Regions from separate parts of the Mus musculus genome. Here region 1 is linked to region 2. The links are chromatin contacts, called in public promoter capture Hi-C maps. All regions are on one chromosome and are shown on one strand. The core of a region is the stretch at or near the end of the contact, and the rest is flanking DNA. Distances in the headings are between cores, read along the strand shown. Region 1 holds the start of Egfl7 (EGF-like domain 7). Region 2 holds the start of Ajm1 (apical junction component 1).

Evidence for each region. Promoter capture Hi-C pulls out the DNA fragments that hold promoters and counts their contacts.
Region 1: a promoter capture Hi-C map of embryonic stem cells shows a contact between it and region 2, with 2.3 times the contacts expected there. The contact joins the promoter of Egfl7 here to the promoter of Ajm1 in region 2. A contact is called at or near these places in 5 of 39 promoter capture datasets (the C10 cell line, embryonic stem cells, hippocampal neurons and 2 more) and 1 of 9 other capture datasets (embryonic stem cells).

Annotation. Positions count from the first base shown.
Region 1 is chr2:26,582,376-26,586,192 of GRCm38.p6, reverse strand. Egfl7 (EGF-like domain 7) reads right to left here and starts at 2,328. Exons shown (of 10, transcript NM_198724.3): 1 at 2,145-2,328; 2 at 518-608.
Region 2 is chr2:25,577,814-25,581,625 of GRCm38.p6, reverse strand. Ajm1 (apical junction component 1) reads left to right here and starts at 1,527. Exons shown (of 1, transcript NM_001005424.2): 1 at 1,527-3,812. The coding sequence starts at 1,729.

The DNA of each region.
Region 1 (3,817 bases), core at 1,079-3,578, 1.0 Mb before region 2:
TTAATCCTAGCACTCGGGAGGCAGAGGCAGGTGGATTTTTGAGTTTGAGGCCAGCCTGGTCTACAAAATGAGTTCCAGGACAGCCAGGGCTATACAGAGAAACCCTGTCTCGAAACACCCCACCCCCACCCCCCCAGTCAGACTGGTCCTCGAGCCATGCAAAAGGTGGGCATCATGACACACCCAGCCACAATACTAGACTGAGATCACTGGGCTGAGTACAGATGAGATCTAGGTGTGAGCGCAAGCCTCCTTGGCAGACATGGGCTCTCTGCTGACACCCTTGGCCACTTTCCCTGGCGTCATATGAGCTGACAACCCTCCACTTCTGGATTGGTCATCTTTTCTCTCTCCCAGTCTCCACTTCTGCTGCTTCTGTAATTGTCCCAGCTCTTTGGGTGCCTAAGCCTTGTTAATTTCTCCAACCCTAGCCGTGCCTTGGTTTACACGTTCCTGTGCATGCTCCCTGCAAGGCAGGACTCCTGGCTGCTGCCCAGAAGGTTTACTGGGGACTCACCTGTGGTCCGGCCGCTAGTCATCCCCTGGGTACTGGTGGTGGCTGTTCTTGTGGGCAGGTGGAACAGCCAGCGTCTTGCTGCTGCCGGGGGCTGCGGGTCAGATGTGGAACATGAACTGGGGCCTTGCTTTCCTCTCTCATGTCCAGACCCCCCCCCCATACCCCATCACGTCCCAGTTTGATTTGGCCTTCAGGATCTGCTTGCAGAAACAGCCCCTGACAACAGAAACTACAGGGTACCCTAACTAGTTATACTCTTGATTCCCCCACCTTCCCACCATCTGTCAAATGTGACCGCTGCCTGCATCTCTGAGTTCCGTAAAGATAGGTAGGAACCCTGCTGAATAGAACCAATGCCCCCTCCCCTCATGAAGCTGAGCACTGTGTAAAGAGCCTGTACACTAACAGGAGAGACCTCACAGCTCTGGGCTCTGGTCCACCTTGTTTATGCATAGACACTGAAGGGAAGGGTTCCTGAGCAATGGCTACCACCCTGCCCTAGAGAGCCTCCTGGCAATTGGACCTGTGGCCATTGTTGTAACTGGGGCTCCAGGGGCTCCTGGCAGGGCATCTATCACTTAAGAGCTGTGTCCAGCCGGGCATGGTGGTGCACACCTTTAATCCCAGCACTTGGGAGGCAGAGGCAGGCGAATTTCTGAGTTCGAGGCCAGCCTAGTCTACAGAGTGAGTTCCAGGACAACCAGGGCTATACAGAGAAACCCTGTCTCAAAAAAAAAAAAAAAAAAAAAAAAAAAAGAGCTGTGTCTGAGAACACCCTGCACAGCCGATTGCCCTTATCCCATTTTGGTTCCTGGAGCTGTGGTCACTTGAACCTTTGGCCAGCCATTCCCGTCTGTTGGGCAGATGGCAACTCAGGTAGCTTTTTACTGGTCCCCCTCTGCCGTTGCTTAGGCAGTCTAGAGAAGGTATACTTCCCAGAGATGCTACTGACATGGGGGTGGGGGTGGGGGGCTCAAGAAGCTCCCCTGTGGTTTGAGGCCAGAGAACAGGGAGAATAGGGAGAAGTGTCACAAAGACGAGATAGACCCCACTGCACCCCATGAAGTTGTCCCTAAGCATAAAGCCCACAAGAGACAGGCTCACCCTAGCTCCATGTTCTATGCCCCTCGATGTGCATGGCTCATCCAGGTTACAAATGTGACTTCAGGGGTCCCACTCTAGGGACTGGTTCCTGGCCGGCACCTCCATTCCTCAGAAATATTCACTCACTACTAATGAGGAGACCCCAGCTCTGTCTTAGCAGAATGGAGGCCATAGCCCTGACCAGAGGGTCCTGCTGGGCTGAGCTCTGATGTCTATGCAGGAGATCCTCCAAAGAGGAAAAGAATGGGGCCAGGAGGTGGGTTGGGTGTCAAGCCTCTCTCAGCTTCTCTTTCAGGGGTTGGTTATGTGCTGCTGGGCATCCAGGGGTGAGGTGTGGAGCCCAGGCTCAGCCACCCAGACCAAGGGCTGGGCCCCAGGCCCTAAGCTCTCCTCTGCTAGATAGGGATGGCTGACAGCGAGGACAGCACACCTCCAGCAGAGCAGCTCATGGATGCTGCAGCTGTCTGTTTGAGTTCTCAAGGCCCCACCACCCACTTTCTACATGCAGTACCATCCTGCATACCTGATGCTGCCCAGGCCTGGCTGAGGCCACCTCTGCTGCCTCCATGAGCCAACCATGCAATGCAACCTGCCCTTCCAGGGAATGTCTGCTGCCCAGGGTCCCTCCTGAAGTCTGCACGCCTGTCCTGTCGACCGAAGCCTTCCTCGTGGACTGCACAGCAGCCTGCCAGTGCACAGAGGCTCCTCCCGGGTGAAGAAGGGTGGCTTTTTATGCTCCATCCCGGGTAAATCAGGACTGGGATGGGCCCTTCCCGCCGGACTTCCTGTGTGTGTTCTCTGCTGATAACGGGGATCCGTCAGCGAACAAACAGGAGGCCAAGGGGCTGAGGAGGTCATTAAGGGAGGGGGGCTGACCAAACTGTGGAGGAGGGGGTTGTTGATTCCCTGGGACTCCAGGGTCTAGCCCTGAAGCAGTCAGAGACCCCACCTATGTTCAGGAGCAACCTAAGTGGTAACAGTATGAAACAAAGAACGTGACCAGGGCCTTCCCATTCCACAGAGACAGCGGGGGCCACAAGACATCCATGTGGGTGACAGAAGTAGCCTTCTGCTTCTTTGGGACACAGGAGCTTGGGCCTTCCCTAAATGTGTGTAACACAGGTACCTGAAAGCAAAGCCTGCCCCACTGGAGCTGCGTGCAACCAGGGTGGCATGCGGTTGGAAGGGAACTTGGGGTGGGCAAGACAGGCCCGATGGTCTGAGAATAGCTTATTCTGTGGGTACAAAGGCCCACGACTGGGGAAAACACCAGCTCAAACTCAGCTCAGACTCTCCTAGAACCCAGGCTGTTTCTTCCAGGGCATCAGCCCAGGCTGCCAGTGAGCCCCTGACTCTCGAGGTGTGCAGATGGGTCTGAAAGCCTGCAGGCTCAGTTGACTGGGATGCTCTGGGATGACTATCCCAAGACCTGGAAGCAAAGAGTACTCCTAACCTCTCCTCCCCTCCCTTACCCCCTAGCAGGCTGTGGGGAGGCGCTGTAACACCGTAGGGTCCAAGATCCCAACAGTGGAGGATTCAGGCCAGGCACTCAGACCCCATGGAAAGGGATGGGAGGGATAAAGTGCCAAGAATTGGGCCGCTGCCAAGAACATGCCCAGACCTCTGTAAGCGAAGGCACCTAGAGCAAAGCTTTCCACCGAGGCTGAGCTTGCAGTGTCAGCCTTACATTGACTCAGCCTGCCTGTTGATGCCTTGGGCACCTCCTTTCTGTGCCCTGCCTCTCTCCCACCTCACTCAGCTGGACAACTTGGGCTAGGACGGAGGTGGGGCAGCCTGGGAGCTTCCTGGTGAACTTCACCTCTTCGGCACCCTCCCTCCAACATGGCCTGGGATGGAGATTGCTCTAGTGCTCAGTCTGTGTGCTGTACTGGGAAGAGTGCTCCAGCCAATTAAGACACTGTACTTCTCTTCCAGAGCTCAGTTTCCCCGTATGTCCTGGGGGACAAGAGAGTTCCTGTTCAATAGAGCCATGATGGTTGAAGGGGTTCATGGCATTCAAATGTTGGTCTGACAGTCTAAAGATAGTTCTTAGGTTTTCTTATTCTAAATGCATACCTGATTTGGGGGGGGGGGGGCACCTCCTCTTTCAGTCATACAAACTAGCCACACCCTCAGCCCTCCATTGGCTTGTTCTGCTTTCAATCATACAAACTAGCCACACCCTCAGCCCTCCAT
Region 2 (3,812 bases), core at 278-2,777:
ATGCAGACTACTCGGGCTCGGCTCGTGGAGTAATCACCAGGTAAGAGGCCAAGCCAAACTGCCCAGCATGTGGAGCTGTTGGCACGGGAGGGGGCTGCACGGAAGGATGAGGAGTCCCCGCCCCCAAGCAACGCAGACTAGGTTCTTGCTGATGGCTGCTCCAGGACGGGCCAAAGCAGGACTGCTATTTGGGAAGGGCCTTCAAAATACCTAGGATACAAGAGCAAGCCCCAACCCCATCCCAAAGGGAGCGTGTGTCACAGTGCACTGCTCCTGACAGCTGCAGCCAGCAAAGCCGACTGTCACCTTCCTGGGGCGGAGCCTCAGACCCTGTCATCTCACCCAAACTCTGACCTGGCACTGAGTTTAGAATGAAAGGGGTCTTAATAGGGTCGGCATGAACCTGGGTTTGGAACAAGCCTTGGTACTTAGTAGCTCTGACTCCAAAGAGCACCCCTCTAACAGCCCCTTGTACACCTGGACTAGAGACCCGAAAGGCCCATCCACTTACAAGTCCTGCCAGGCCCCAACACACTCTCAACTTCCTCTGGAGCAGATGTCCTGGGAGTAGGTGCATTATGGGGGGAGGGTGTGTGTGTGTGTGTGTGTGTGTGTGTGTGTGATCGCCTTCTTAAACCCTCTTTCTCTAGCCAGCTCCAGGCCCTGGAGACCACAGACACTGGTGGCCCACATCTGAACATTAGCCTAGATCGTTTTCAGCCCATAGCTCCAGGGATGAACAACCACACGTTTCCATGGAGCTTTCCAAAGCCAGAGTGGGAAGGACTCTGTCCTGGGGAGGGGCTTTCCCGCCCTCTCCTCTGCCTCCTCCTAGCTAGCAGCCTCCTGGCTTGGTACACTAGTGGTAGTTTTCAGCTTAGAGGAAGGACACCATGAACTCGTGGCTCACATGGCCCCACGTGGTTCTGTAGCCTAAACCTGGCTTTAGCACACACTGGGGGTGGGGGAAGGGTCCATGTGCAATTCTGCAAAGCAGGAGAGTCTTGCTGTAGCCTTCTCTGTTCCAGCAAGCTTGGTGGGTTTCATTCAAGCAACTGGGGTCCAAGATTTATGCAAAAGGAAGAGGGATTTGAGACCCAAGAAAACTCTGGGATCATTCCTCTGCCTAGGACCTCATCGAGTTGAGGGGACTTACGCTTAGTTAAAAAGGACTTGAGTGCTAGGAGAAGAGTTCTCTGCCCAGCCTAGTCGGCAGGCAGGAACCATTCATTGACTCACCTGGGACTCTGCATTATCAGAGGGTCTACCTGTAAGGAAATCTAAAAGTGCATCGTTCCAACTGTAGGCACCAGAGGGCAGTAGTGCTGAGATCACGTCCCGCTTTGATCTACCTAAGCCTGCCCAACCGACCCTAGTAGGGGGAGAGAATGCCTGGCAGGTTTAACTCAGGAGTTCCCTCTACAAAGAAGGTCCACAGTAGCCTAAATTCTCCTGGCCCATCTACCCCACAGGTCGCATGGACTGTGAGCTTTCTCCTGCAGGTACATCTAACATAGGCATGGAGGCAGCACCAGAAGCCTTGACCATGACCTGCAGCCAAGGCTGCACCATCCCCTATGCCCCAGGTAAGCCGGACCAGCACGTGGGGTGGGGTGGGGTAAAGGGCTTGGGGTGCAGAGGAGGCTGCCCTGACCGGTATCTCCTCCCAGGGCAAAATCCCCGAAAGGCCGTGTGACTGGAGCTGCCAGCCTGGGGACGTCTTTTAAGATGACCCGCACGGACCCGCCGGACTTGCTGGTGTCGACCGTGTACCAGGACATCAAGGTGGTGGACCCAGGGCTCACGTCCAAACGCCAGCCATGTGAGCGATCCGTGGCCCGGCCTGCTGCGCCCACGCCTTTCAACAAGCGCCACTGCCGTAGTTTTGACTTCTTAGAGGCACTGGACGAGCCCACCATGGAGACACACCCAGAGCCGCCACCTCCTGAACCTGCGCCACCGCGCGCCCGACCCAGAGACAGCGAGCCTCGGCGCCGCACCCGTTCCAAGAGCGCGCCCCGTGCGTCCCAAGGCCTGGCGACTGCTCCAGCTTCGCCGCCCGTACTGCAACGCAGAGGTCGGGAAGCCCAGCGTGCAGTGCGGGTGGAGGGGTCGCCGCGCCGGGAGCCCTCGTATCCTGCGCTGAGAGCTCTCGCTAATGAGCTGCACCCCATCAAGCTCCAGCCACAGCGGGGAGGCCCCGGACGCATCGCGCCTCTATGCGCCACCCCAGGCCGCTGCGCACCACCGGAACCACCCTCTGGACCTGTCCCCCATGTCCGCTGCCGTTTGGACATCAAGCCGGACGAGGCAGTGCTGCAGCACGCCGCCCGAAGCTCGCGATCTTGCGCACCTAGAGAGACGACGTCCTGGGCTCGCACAGCTCCACAGTTCCATGGCCTCACAGTTCCCGGCCCTCGCCACGTGGCCCTGTCACGCACTCCTACCCCCAGTGACTTGTACTGTACTGACCCCAGAACTCTGTACTGTGACGGGCCACTGCCTGGGCCCCGGGACTACTTGGAGCACCGCAGTCAACCCTTCACAACGCCTCCAGGTCCCACCCAATTCTTCTACACCGAGGAGCCAGAGGGCTACGCAGGCAGCTTTACCACAAGCCCCGGCCTTCCCTTTGATGGCTACTGTTCCAGGCCCTACTTGTCCGAAGAACCCCCTAGACCCAGTCCAAGGCGTGGGGGCAGCTACTATGCTGGCGAAGTACGCACCTTCCCGATCCAGGAGCCCCCCTCCCGCTCCTACTACGGGGAGACAACTCGAGCCTACGGTATGCCTTTCGTTCCCCGGTATGTCCCAGAAGAGCCCCGGGCGCACCCTGGAGCCCGCACTTTCTACACCGAGGACTTTGGGAGGTACCGAGAACGCGATGTACTGGCTCGGACTTACCCGCACCCGCGCAGCAGCCCACCCTGGGCTGACTGGGGTCCGAGGCCTTACCGCACCCTTCAGGTAATGCCGCCTCCCGCCCCTGGACCACTGTTGGCCTCGTGGCACGGCGGCACCGGCACAAGCCCACCCCGGCTGGCCACCGATAGCCGCCACTACTCTCGATCCTGGGACAACATCCTAGCTCCTGGTCCTCGTCGTGAAGATCCTCTAGGACGCGGCCGCAGCTATGAGAACCTCCTGGGACGCGAGGTTCGGGATACGAGGGGTTCATCCCCTGAAGGTCGGCGTCCACCAGTCGTAGTGAATTTGTCCACCTCACCCAGACGCTATGCAGCACTGTCGCTGTCCGAGACGTCGCTGACAGAGAAGGGCCGCGCGGGAGAGAGCCTGGGCCGCAACTGGTACGTCACGCCAGAGATTACCATCACAGACAACGACCTGCGCTCAGTGGATCGCCCGACTGCCAAGGGCTGGGAATTGCCTGGAGGCCGACCACGGCAGCCCGTATCCACGGTCCCTGAGGGTCCTGCTTCAAGCCGCCAGCGCAGCCTCGAGCAGCTGGACGAGCTCATCACTGACCTGGTCATCGACTCACGGTCGCCAGCCCAGGCCCCGGAGCCTGCCGCCGAAGGTTTAGGCCGCCAACTACGCCGCCTGCTGGACTCACGGGCTGCAGGCCCTGGAGGGGCCACCCTGCTGGCGCCATCGCGCTCGCCCCCGGCCTCGGCTGGCAGCACTGAAGAGCCCACCGGCTCGGGGGAGGCAGCGGACGCCTCCCCCGAGCCCAGCGCAGACGAGGATGACTTGATGACCTGCTCCAACGCGCGCTGCCGGCGGACAGAGACCATGTTCAACGCCTGCCTCTACTTCAAGTCGTGCCACAGCTGCTATACCTACTACTGCTC